Regions from separate parts of the Mus musculus genome. Here all the other regions are linked to region 2. The links are chromatin contacts, called in public HiChIP or PLAC-seq and promoter capture Hi-C maps. All regions are on one chromosome and are shown on one strand. Each heading gives the region's core, a stretch centred on a gene start, on an enhancer-like site or on the middle of the called end of the contact. The rest is flanking DNA. Distances are from core to core; before and after follow the strand shown. Region 1 holds the start of Rft1 (RFT1 homolog). Region 2 holds the start of Nisch (nischarin). Region 3 holds the start of Tkt (transketolase). Region 4 overlaps Ankrd28 (ankyrin repeat domain 28).

Region 1 (2,790 bases), core at 243-2,742, 550 kb before region 2:
GCCCTGAAAAAGTGAAGAGTACTGTCAAGGAAGATATTTGGGCAGAGACCATGACAAAAACAAAGAAACACCCAACAGGGTCTCTTTGAGGACCACTAAGGGGGCTGGGTTTTTTGTTTGTTTGTTTTGAGACAGAATTCCACTATGTCTTTCTGGCTGTTCTTGATGTATGCTATATAGACCAGGCTAGCCTCAAACTCAGAGATACACCTGTCTCCTGAGTGCTGGGATGAAGGGATCCAAATATGAGCATCTAAAATGTACTGATAAAGATGGTAGTGATGTGTAAGATGACAGGCAGTTACCAGACAGCAAGGAAGGCCAAAGAGCTTTGAAAATGGTGATTGCGTATGTTGGCCACTTTAAAAAAAAAAGTATAAAGTACTTCCAGTCTGACCCTTGACCCCGATCTGTTCTGCCCAGGCCCATGATGTGCAGATTTGAACAAGGCACCTCACACCTCCAAGGCTTACTTTTCTCCTCTCGACAACCAGGCCAAGTATCAGAGCCTTGGGAAGGTTTCTACAGAGAACTACATACATGAAAATTCTGTGTCTGACCTTCAGTCCTCAGTTCTTCCTTTGCAAAATTGGGAGAAGTCCTGTCCAGCCCAGTTGGTGGAAGGGTTATGTAACTACATTCGTGTGATCGCCAATGGCAAGAATCTCACTGATTAGTCTCTGCTGAGCACTTTGTCCCGCAGCAGCCACTGCTGGCTTGTTTTGTTCTGTTTTCCTTTGCTTTGAAACAGGGCCTTCTGCTGGGGAACAGGGAACAGGAGTACAGGGAAGATAATTAGCAGGCCTGCAAATTAGCCCAGCAGGTTAAGAGCTTACCATGTAAGCCTGCCAATCTGAGTTTGACTGCAGAACCCATGTAAAGGTGGAAAGAGAGAACTGATGCCTGAGAGTTCACTGATACACACACAACTACACTATGCAAAAACAAATAAATATTTAATTCTCATCACTTGGGAGCTGGAGACAAGAGGATCGGGAGTTCAAGGCTATCCTAGTCTCTCTAAGTGAATTCCAGGCCAGCCCTGGCTACATAGAAAGACCTTATTTCAAAATAACAGCTGGAGTTGCGGCACTTGGGAGTCAGAAGCCGAAGCCCGCAGATCACTGAGTTCAAGGCAAGTCTGCTTTGCATATCGAGTTCTATGATAGCCAAGGCTACATAATGAGACCCTGTCTTAAAAAAAAAAAAAAAAAAATCAAGCCAAAAGATATCAGTTGGGGCTAGGGGTGCGCCCCAGTTATCCCAGTGTTCCAGAGACTGCGAGTTCTAGGCCAACATGGTCTACAGGGATCGGCGCTGAACACACTCTCAAAACAACAACAACAAAAATCAAGACACCCCAAGAAAATCAAGAGACACAGCCTCAAAAGTTGTTTGGAGTCGCAGCTTCTTGTGCTCCGCCCCTGCTGTCAAAGACCCAATCAGGAGCGAGCCTGTCCGTGACGCCATTTTTCCGCGACGAAGCGGGCGCGGGCCCCGTTTCCTCCTCGGAGCTGTGGCTCTGGGGCTATGGGCAGCCAGGAGGTGCTAGGCCAGGCGGCCCGGTTGGCCTCCTCGGGTCTCCTGCTGCAGGTACTCTGCTGCGCCCGCTCCAGCGCGTGGTGCCGCGGCCAAGCCTCCCGGGGAAGCTGCTCTGGGTCCCCCGCACTGCACAGGGTTCCACGGGGGACCACGGAGGCGGGGAGGGGCGCCGGGTCTAGGAGTTGGGAGACTGCGGTCCCAGTCTTGGCTGGTGACTACAAACAAGCCATTTTCTTTCTGAGCCTTGTGTTTCCGTGTGATGATAGGAGACAGTTTAAACAACTATCAACAAACAGTAGACAGAGGCTACTTTAATCTGATATTTTAAGGGGTTCATTTCTGGAGTGTTTCACTCTTGATCCTCAAAACTGTTCTTCAACTCTGATTCTCTTTGAGTTTAGAGAGCCCATATGGCGTAGCTAAGAACAAGGATCGGGTTCAGGCAATGCTTGTCCAGTGACCTAGGACAAGTCACTTCAGCCCCTGAGCTTTTAGCTCCTTGTTGACAAAAATGAGTGTAATAGTATCTAATTCAGAAAGCAATTTGCAAGGATTGTTTGGGATCTTTTGAATAAGCTCACTTAGCGCAGTACCAGCATCCTAGTGTGCACTTAATAAACTGCATCTGCTGTGTGTCCTTGGACAGACTCTTTTTTGGCTTTGTATTTTTTTTTCTTTCTTTTGCAGATGACACTTGCTAGTTCGTCCACATGGTCCAGAGTCCACCTTCACCTTTATCCTAGAGAGGCACAAAGAGGTTAGGAGAGAGAAGCAGGCTGAATTAGATTCAGGTTAGGTGGCCCCTTTTAAGATAAGAGTTACTTGGGTTAGGTGTAGTAGCTCAAGTCTTTCATCCCAACACTCAAGAGGTTGAGTTCTCTGTGAGTTCCAATCTGAGCTCCAGTCTAGATAGGGTTACATACTTAGACCTTGTCTCAAAAAAAAGTTCAAATCAATTGGCTTTTTTTCTGAGCATCGGTTTATTCTTTTCTTCCTTCCTTCTTTCCTTCTTCGTCTTTGTCTTCTTCTTCTTTTTTTTTTTTTTTTAAAGACAAGATCTCTCTATGCCTCCCTGGCTGTCCTGTAACTCACTGTGTAGACCAGGCTGGCTTTGACCTCAGATATGCCCTGCCTCTGCTTATAGGCATGAGACACCAGTCCTGGCTTTATTTATTTATTTATGAAAAGATACTGCTATGTAGTCCAAGCTGGCCTTGAATTCTTGATGTACTTGCTGCAGTTTACAAA
Region 2 (2,996 bases), core at 30-2,529:
AGAACTAGATAGAGGAATCGCCCTCAGGATCCGGTATTAGGGTGGGAGCCAGTGGGGTGGGGCAAAGGCAGGCCCGAGGCCCTTACCTCTGTCCACCCTCCAGGGAACAAAGGACAAGGAGACGGGAGGTGCTCAGTGGGCCCCCACCACAGTGCAAGTTTTCACCTGGCAGGCTGCCCACGAGGCTCTCGGGCCTAGCATCCAACCCTATGCAGGCCCAAAGGGCGTCTAACGCCATCACAGAAACTACCCTCCTTTTTTGTTGGCTTTCCCTTGTAGCCTACAAGGATACATTAGAAGCTCGTGTCCCTCTCCCCTAAGCCGTGACGTCCCCTAAGGTTTGCAGGCCCTGTACTTCGGCCTCGAGGTAACTTCTGTGTTCTGCACGGCTGGGATCCATTCCTTTCTCCCCAGACCCCGAGGGCTCATTTTTCCATCCACCACCCCCCCCCACACACACACACACGCACGCACGCACGCACACACACACACTTCGCAGGGCTGATCTGGACTGCGACTAGTGTTTGGTTGGTGGGGGTGGAGATCGGGATCTGCTGTCTCTCCTTCACCACCTGATGATCTCTAGCCCTGGCCCTTGGTCCCATCGACCAGAGACCACCCCTTCCGCGTCCCCTTCCTCCCAGACTTCCCATGAAGGTCTCTTAGGCTGGCATTCTTCCTTGCCTGGAGGATCCAGAGGGCCTCCATCTCACCATCCCCTCCTCCCCCACCCTCTGATTGCTCCAACACAAGTCTCCTTTTCTGGTCGCGCACCCTTTCCCCAGCCCCCCTTCCCGCGCCCCGCCTAGATCCTCCTCCAGAACCTATGCGACCCGGCCCTTCCTCCGAATCCCCCATTTTTTTCGGGCTCCCTCGTCGCTACCTCGCAGAACCTTCCACGCACTCATCGAATGTGCTACCCAGGCCCCCCCCACCCCCCACTTCTCAAAGCCCCTGGGTCGAGAACTCCGGGTTCCAGGCGCTAAGCCCGCTCTGGACGCTCGCGGCCCCCCAGCACACCGTGTACGTGTCCACGAGCTCAGAACCCACGACGCGCGCCTCCTTGGCAGGCTCGGCCTCCCGCTCAGGGCCGAAGCTGAGTGTCGCAGCCGCCATGTTGCCGGCTCCACCGCTGCCGACGCCCGGCGCAGAGTGGCAGCAGCAGGGGGCGGGGTCAGCGTCCCACCGCCCCCCAGCCCCCGCTGCCCCCCGCCCGCGCCCGCGACGCCATCTTGGCCCCTCGGCCTGCTTGCGTCCTCGCCCCGCCCCTTGCCCGTAATTGACAGCACAACCAGTGGCACGCATGCGCAGCTCCTGCGGGCTTGCCCAATTTGCTTTCTGTATACCTGTGCGGCGTTCTGTCCCCTCGGGCAGTTGTGGTCATTGTCCGCTGGGCTCACAGCAGGGAAGGGCAGAGGCCATGGGCCTTCGGAACTCTCCGAAGTCACTCTGCTTCGCTTGGCCTCAGTTTCCAGAGGGGACATTAATAGGGTCTCGCCTGGCTGTTGGGTTCATTCCCTGTGTAGCAAGAGCAAAATGAATAAGACTAGACTTAGAGATGGAACAAGGACCAGAGGGACTCTCCGACACTTGGGGGGTTTGTTGTTAAAAGTACTGGTGGAGAATTGATTGTGGTGATTCTGCAGTGCTCAGTACCCCACGGGCTTTCCCCTGGCAGTGTGCTAGGCGGCACACTGGTGTGTTCAGGGAGAGCTTATATGCAGCAGACGTGCAGGTGGATGGAAGAGATATGCGCTGTCCATCTGGTTTCCCAGATGACATCCTGCAAGAGCTCAAGGTGAGGAGGAGACAGACTAGGCCTTGGACACAAGAGCGTGGCTGAAGAAACATCCATAGGGAACAACCATAGGGAAGACTTAGCTGGAGAAGAGATGACCCAACCGGAGGAGGAAAAGAGAGAATCCTGATAGACATAGGGTTCTTTAGGGACACTTGTTGACTCACAGAATGCAGCTGACTCAAACCCGAAGTGAACACTGATTGTTGTCCTTGAAAGATGGAAGGTTGCGGCGTGGTAGATCCCGCTGAAGGGCTTCAGGCCAGCCTATTCTTTGTGGGCCAGTGACTTCTTCCATTACCAGTGTCATATTATACTCTGAACCTTGCATAGGAAGTGTTTCTTGGCAGGACTTACACTGCCAGCCTCTGTTGGCATGCTACCATCTCTCAGGGGGTGTAATATAAGGTAGGGATTCTCCGGTCAGCTTGACCTCAGGCAAGTCACTGTGATTCCATAGAAGACCGAACTGTTTACTTCACATTTCCTGTGTGCTCATATTTTCATTCATTCAGGAAACTTTTTCCTGAGGTTGTTGAGGATGTGTGTGTGTGTGTGTGTGTGTGTGTGTGTGTGTATTGCATTTAGGTGCTTGCTCCCAAACCTGAAAACTTGAGTTCAGTCCTGGGTTCCTGGGAACCTAGGTAGCAGAGAGAGATAGATGACTCCTGCAAGTTGTCCTTTGACTTCCACATGCACTCATAAATAAAAGCAATACATTCTTTTTTTTTTCTTGAGACTTCCCTGGGGGTGGGGTGGGGTCTGGGGAACAGATGGCAAGAGACCTGGTCCTTGCAGTCCTTCATAGCTCCTGGCCCTAGGCAGATGATACAGGGACTTTGGCCAGCCTGAGATTACAGGGACCAGGGAGGGGGTGGAGGATATTCCAGGCAGTGGTGGGCTGGGCTGGGAATGTAGCAGGAGGTGGAGGGAGGCAGGGCTATATAAGCCCAAGCAGAGGGCTGGCTGGCTGGCAACCCCAGTAGCCTGTCCTGTGAGCTGTCGCCAGAATGGATGACATCTACAAAGCTGCGGTGAGAGATGAATCTTTAAGGGGTTAGGGTGGGTAGGTCCATTGGGGTTCCCTTAGCTAAGGATGGAGGACAGGGGTACACTAGGGAAGTGATGGGGGACTCAAAAGGGTCCCCACACACCTGTAACCCAGCCCCTTGAGCTGACATTTGGGGGATGCAGAAAG
Region 3 (3,103 bases), core at 465-2,964, 660 kb before region 2:
TATATATATATATATATTACTAACTATAACCCACTCAGTCTGTAGAAAGTTACTGGTGTGTATGTTTTCAAGGTTGACCATTTGGTATTGGGTAACCACTTGGTATGCTCTTTCTGGGAGAAGACTACTTCTCCCACTCTCAGGATTCCTTAGTTGCCTGTAGATCTTTGTGTAGAGTTGAAAGAGAGCAAGGATGGATGTATGGAAGGGATTGGAGGGAGGAAAAGGAGGAGAGAAATGTTGTAACTATTTTATAATTTTAAAAAGGACATTCAGATATATAGAAATGAACATTCAGAAATAAAAACATATACCTCTCTAGCTTATGTTTCCATTCCCAAATAGATTATAATTTTCCACTGTGAAGAAGAGGTGGAGGAGGAGGGGGGAGGAGAAGGGAGAAGAAGAGAACAAGGAAGAGGAAGGAGGAGGAGGAGAAGAAGAAGAAGGGGAGGAGGAGGGGGGAGGAGGAGGGAGAAGAAGAGAACAAGGAAGAGGAAGGAGGAGGAGGAGGAGAAGAAGAAGAAGGGAAGGAGGGGGAGGAGGAGGAGGAGGAAGAGGAAGTTAACATCAGTGTCATTGGACAGGTGGAGAAATGAAGAACTGGACTAATAATCACTGCCCTCAGGTCCATGGGGTTGGAAGGCCCAAAGGCTTCTGAGGTTTGTTTGCCTCCTTGACCTGTTGGTGAGCAGAGGACAGAGGTGGCACTTGCCTTGCCAAGGATCTGATAGTGGAACACTCCGAGACCACAACACTCCAGTCCCAGGTCCAGCCCTTGGCAGTCAGGCACTAGGAGGGCCAGCCTCTTTGGGCAGAGCCAGCAGAAGCCAGGGGCTGTAACAAACCACACTGGCAGTCTCACTGGGACACCTGGGAAACAGGCCAGGCAGGGAGCGCTTGGGGGAGGGGTGCTCACTTGCACAGGGCCCATTGTCTCATGACTCTGAGTTTGAGCTCTGTGGAGGACACAGAGAGGACCTGGACCAAAGCTGTACTGGTGCCTTCCTCTGCCTCTGCCCAGCACCCACTCACAGGCTTGCCTTTATATCCTCTCTGTAAATTGCAACAACCTCCGCCTCTGGAAACGGTATTGACCCGAGTGTGTGTCATGGATCCAATGAGACAGATCCAACGAGACTGTGAAGGCAACGCTTTCTGTTACAGCTGCTCAGTCCTCTCAGCTCCACCAGATCTGGTAAGAGCAGTAGGTGCTAACTGTCTCTACAGAGGCAAACCCAGTAATCTCTCTGAATCCACTCTTGTCCGTTGGCTCTAGTAGTCTGAGACCAGCATACTCCTAGTAACTTCTCAGTATTACCGTTTCTGGCAGTGTATATTTATTCTCATGTCTGGGATCTTTTTGGACTGAGGATAATCTGCTGCAGCGCTACCCACCAACCCTGTAATCTCAATCTAACCTTGCCAAGCCTCAACCTTTTCCTTAGAAAAGTGCAATTACTGATTAGTATCTCTCTTCTCAGTCCTACCCAAGTCAGCCGCGGAACTCTGAGCCATGCTTAGAACCAGGAATAGTGGCGAAGTTACTTTGTTGCTACTGTTTGTGTGTGATTAATTCCAACAGGGCACTGTGCTGGGAGAGAGCCCCCAGGCCTGGCGACTTCCGAGAGTCCACTAAATGCGGGGCGTGGCCAGAGGCCACTCGTCGGCCTGGGGTGATTCGGCGCCCCGCCCCACCTCCGCCCCGCCCCCCATGGGCGGGTCCTAAGGAGTCTTAACGCGCCCGCCCGCAGCACCCGTCCTCGGTCACTGCTGGTCGCTTCCTGAGCCGCTGCTGGCTCTGTGTCTCTGTCCTCAGCGTTCTCGTCCTCGTCCTCGTCCTCGTCCTACCACGCCATGGAAGGTTACCATAAGCCAGATCAGCAGAAGCTCCAGGCCCTGAAGGACACAGCCAATCGCCTGCGCATCAGCTCCATCCAGGCCACCACCGCGGCAGGCTCAGGGTGAGCGCGCGCTTCTGGCGGGGCTGGGAGCCGGGTCCCGCGGCCTCCCTGGCTCCGTGTCGCGTAGCACGATGTCGCCACGAGGGCGCGGTCAGATGGCGGAGCCTTCCGCTGCTCCGGAGCGGCCGGGTTCGACCGCGTGGGCCTCAGGTCTCGCGAGCACCTCCAGCCGGCCCGGGCTTCCCGGTTCTCGCTGCGCCCGGGCGCGCCTCCTCGCTCTGCGGCTGCAACCCGGAGGCCACCATGACTGCTGGCGGGAGAAACCTGAGCACGTGTGGGCTCCAGCTCTCCACCAGCATGTTGGTTCCACTGGTTTGCAGATGGGGAAACTGAGATTCCGGCTTTATATCAGTTGTCCAAAGTCACAGTGAGAGCTGGAATTTCAGCCCTTGCAATGTAGGCAGAGAATGTGTGTAGAGCCCACCATTTTGCAGTAGACTGGGGGCCCACCCTTCTCTGCATCTCTAACCACGCTCCCCTCCTCGACACTTCTTGCCTCTCCTGCTATGTGTGGGCTGGGGTCCCGGTGCTGCTGAAGACTCCAGGGTGGGGGCAGGGAGGTGACGATGCAACACCAAGAGAGGCTTAGACCCGAGCAAGGAGGTTGGAGTGCGAGTCTGGGGAGAAGGGAGCTTGTAGAAAGAAGGGGCGAGGCCCACGCGAAATAGGAAGTTCTGGGCTAACGGTGTTTGCACACTGGGTGGTTTCAAGAAATTCTAAGGTCTCCATTGGGCCTGGTATGAGACCTTGAGACAGAGAGATCTGGGCTTCTTGGAATGGTTTGGGGTTCTGGGGAGGGAGATTTTAGGAACCCAGACAAACTGTGAGCTTAGAACAAAGACCAGGATTCTGGATTTTGGCCAGTTCCATACAGAACATATTATTAAAGGAGTGCATTTCTCTTGCCTTTTACCGTGGGTTCCTCCTTACTTAGCCCTTGTGCTTTTAAGACGGGATGTCCTCAGAAGGTTTGAACTGGGAACCCTTTGCCACCCAACTTCCCATGCATACTTTGGACCTGTTATCTGTCTTGGCTTTAGATTGCTGCCTATGATAGAGGGTGCTCCCTGCCCAATTAAGAGACCTGACTTCCTTTTCTCTGGATTTCCTCAGTGTCTGGCAGAGACACTGTCCTCTCT
Region 4 (2,827 bases), core at 201-2,700, 580 kb after region 2:
TTTAAATTGTCTAAAACAAGATGAAGAGACCCAGTCAGACATTACGCGGAGTCTAAATGGAAGGTCTGTACCAAATCCTTCTGAAACTCAGAGCTCAGAGAATTCTTCGGAAGAGGAAGCAGAAAGATTATAAAAGTCAGAGGGGATGGAGGACACCAGGAGAACAAGGCGCCCTGAACCAACCAGGCACATACGAGCTCACAGAGACTGAACTGAAGCAGCAAGCACAGGGCCTGCAAGGGTCTGCACCAGGTCCTCTGTGCGTAAATTGTAGCTATTGGCTTAGTATTTTCATGGGACTCCTGCTTATGAGAACTCTGACTCTCGTGCCCACCCTTGGGGCTCTTCTTCCTGATGGGTTGCTGTGTCCAACTCTGATATGGTTGGTTTTTGCTTCATCATGTTTTATTTTATTTTGTCATGTTTAGTTGTTATCTCTTAGAAGACTTTTCTTTTCTAATGAGAAACAGAAACCAAGTGGATCCAGGGGATAGAGGAGGGAATCAGCCTGGAGTAGAGCTACACCTTGTCCAAAACCAAAGCAATAACCTACAAACACAACAAATGCTAGGAATGTTAGGACACGGCACCCTTATATACTGCGTATGTATGGTAATGTAAATTAATCCAGCCACTATGGAAATCAACAGAGAGGTTCCTCAGGAAATTAAAAATAGAACTGTATGACCCGTCTACATCACTCAGCAGTATATACCCAAAGAAGTCAAAGTCAGCATATAACAGAGACACTACATATCTATCACTATCACAGTCCAGTGATAGCAGCAGCCAAGCTACAGAATGAGCTCAGGGGCCCCGTTCAACAGGTGAAAGGGGTATTAACTGATGAATTATGATCACGAGGGTGCAGAAAGGAGGATGGTTTTCATAGGGTAGGTTAACAGGAAACATTTGAAAATGAAATTGTCATTGCATGTGACCAAAAAAATTAAAGAGTAATTTTCCTATTTCCTATTTGTAAATATATTGTTTTCATATACTTGACGTTTTTCTTGTGACATTTATACAATGCTTTGTTTCAATCTGTTTTCTCCTGCTTTAAAAAAAGAAAAAAACAAAAAACAAAAACAAAACTCTAGAACCCTCCATTATCGGTGTGTTGTGAATCATTTAAATTGGTGGGAAAATTAACCCTGGAAGAAAATGACAAGGCTTGACTTTTCTATGTAATATGTGGCTTGCTACTTGTTGCCTACTTAGCTAACCACCACTGACCCTTCCTTCTTACAGACTACCTTTAGTTTTGTTTGGATGCCATTTCTATATTCCACATGACTTGGAGAAATCTTGAATAGTGTAAGGTGATCATGGTAATTCTATTCTACCTAGTAAGTGACTCATTTGGGAAATGACATGCTCTGAGCCAGCTTGCTCTGTCACATGCAAAGGAAAGTCATCTGTAGTGTTTCTAGGAAAGTCTCTCTTTTTTTAACCTAAAAAGGGAGAGATAGAGGGAAATGTCCCCTCCTACTGGACAACAGCATATTTGATAATGATGTTGTGAAATGTGCTGAGTATCTTATGGCTGGAGTTATCCTAGAGTCCATACTAAGTCTGACTGAGAGAAAAGCAGAAAGGAGAAAGTGAGCCACTTCCTATGGTCACAGCAGTAACTAAAGCACTCAACCTTTTACAGCATAGTATTTCAATTACTGCTACTGTGATAAGACCCTTTACTATTTAATCCAGCTTCTACTTTAAATATAAAGTATTTTCAGTTTAAAATAGCCCTAATATTAAAGAACAAATAATATCCTATTATAAATAAAAGGGCCATTAAAATATAACAATTAACCTTATATTGTCTTAAAAGCGTTTAGGTATGCCTGTGATGCTGGATATTAGGAATATGTCAAGAAAACAATAAAAATTCCAGAATGATTGTTGGCTAAGAATGAACTTGTCATAGACTCTAATAAGATATCTTCTTTGTTTTTAAGAAGTTTGAAACAAGCTATAATTAATGGAATTAACAGTTATAAGCATGGCTTTTTATAAGGTTATTAAAGCCATAAAAATGTATTAAAAAGACTTCACATCACAAACACACCAGAAAAATACTTTCGTTCTTTTAACCATAAATTTGTTATGTAGAACTACAGCATTATTTGATAAAAGGAACTAAAGAATAAGAAAAATGTCCTAAACTATCTGAGTCATTACTTGAATTTTAAAATAGTGTTCAGTATGTCTCCACCCTGTTACAGCTCAAAAAGACATGAATCATTTTCTTTAGTATTTTCCAAATGATACTTTAGGACGGAAGTGATATATACAGTTTCAATTTGTGTGTGGAATAACTAGCATACACATAAGCTACGACCTTTCTGTACTAAAGGAAATTCTTTGGGTATTTTGTGTAATTATTGCTTTAAAAAGCAAACACCGGGTAACCATAGCAACTTGTTTTTGAATTGCAAACTGTTCTTCTCAACTTTTGCAGTACAGTAACGTGATACTACATTTACCCAGGTATTTTCAAATCACAGAAAACAGCATGAATTGTAAATAATCCTTCTTTAGCCTTTTTAAAGAATTTAATGTTTATGTGTGAGACTTGCATGTATGTGTATACCATGTGAGTGCCTGTTGCTCATGGAAGCCAGAAAAAGGACATGGGGTCCCCTGGAAATGGAGTCACGGGCAGCTGTGAGCTGTCATGTGGATGATTGGCACTTAACCCAGCTCTGCTGTAAGCGTGCTAAGTCTCTGACTCAATGAGCCATCTCTTCAGTGTTTAGTTGTTTTTAGCAGGCAGAATTTAGCCTGTTTAGAATAACCTCAACTCAGCTGGGTATTATGGTAC

What was found. Promoter capture Hi-C pulls out the DNA fragments that hold promoters and counts their contacts. HiChIP or PLAC-seq counts read pairs in DNA pulled down with a chosen protein or histone mark.
Region 1: a promoter capture Hi-C map of erythroid cells shows a contact between it and region 2, with 4 times the contacts expected there. The contact joins the promoter of Rft1 here to the promoter of Nisch in region 2. A contact is called at or near these places in 2 of 39 promoter capture datasets (erythroid cells and liver).
Region 3: a contact with region 2 is called in a promoter capture Hi-C map of erythroid cells, with 5 times the contacts expected there. The contact joins the promoter of Tkt here to the promoter of Nisch in region 2. A contact is called at or near these places in 2 of 39 promoter capture datasets (erythroid cells and liver).
Region 4: a contact with region 2 is called in an H3K4me3 HiChIP or PLAC-seq map of bone marrow-derived macrophages, with 3 times the contacts expected there. The contact joins the enhancer-like site here to the promoter of Nisch in region 2. A contact is called at or near these places in 4 of 39 promoter capture datasets (the 3T3-L1 cell line, HPC-7-derived erythroid cells, neutrophils and 1 more), 2 of 115 datasets of contacts at active chromatin or transcription factors (bone marrow-derived macrophages and memory CD8 T cells) and 1 of 9 other capture datasets (adipose tissue).

What each region holds. Positions count from the first base shown.
Region 1 is chr14:30,652,883-30,655,672 of GRCm38.p6, forward strand. Rft1 (RFT1 homolog) reads left to right here and starts at 1,493. Exons shown (of 13, transcript NM_177815.3): 1 at 1,493-1,593. The coding sequence starts at 1,531.
Region 2 is chr14:31,205,547-31,208,542 of GRCm38.p6, forward strand. Nisch (nischarin) reads right to left here and starts at 1,280. Exons shown (of 21, transcript NM_022656.2): 1 at 1,021-1,280. The coding sequence starts at 1,116. Tnnc1 (troponin C, cardiac/slow skeletal) reads left to right here and starts at 2,766. Exons shown (of 6, transcript NM_009393.3): 1 at 2,766-2,832. The coding sequence starts at 2,809.
Region 3 is chr14:30,547,417-30,550,519 of GRCm38.p6, forward strand. It overlaps Tkt (transketolase), which reads left to right and starts at 1,715. Exons shown (of 14, transcript NM_009388.6): 1 at 1,715-1,964. The coding sequence starts at 1,858.
Region 4 is chr14:31,784,416-31,787,242 of GRCm38.p6, forward strand. All of the region lies in intron 1 of Ankrd28 (ankyrin repeat domain 28), which reads right to left. Among named protein-coding and RNA genes, the nearest start is that of Ankrd28, 45 kb to the right of the region's middle. Within about 2 kb of position 1,451, at least 45 of the 459 cell types and tissues checked have an H3K27ac peak or open chromatin away from gene starts, as enhancers often do. A contact at or near this core is called in bone marrow-derived macrophages and pre-B cells, where this site is marked.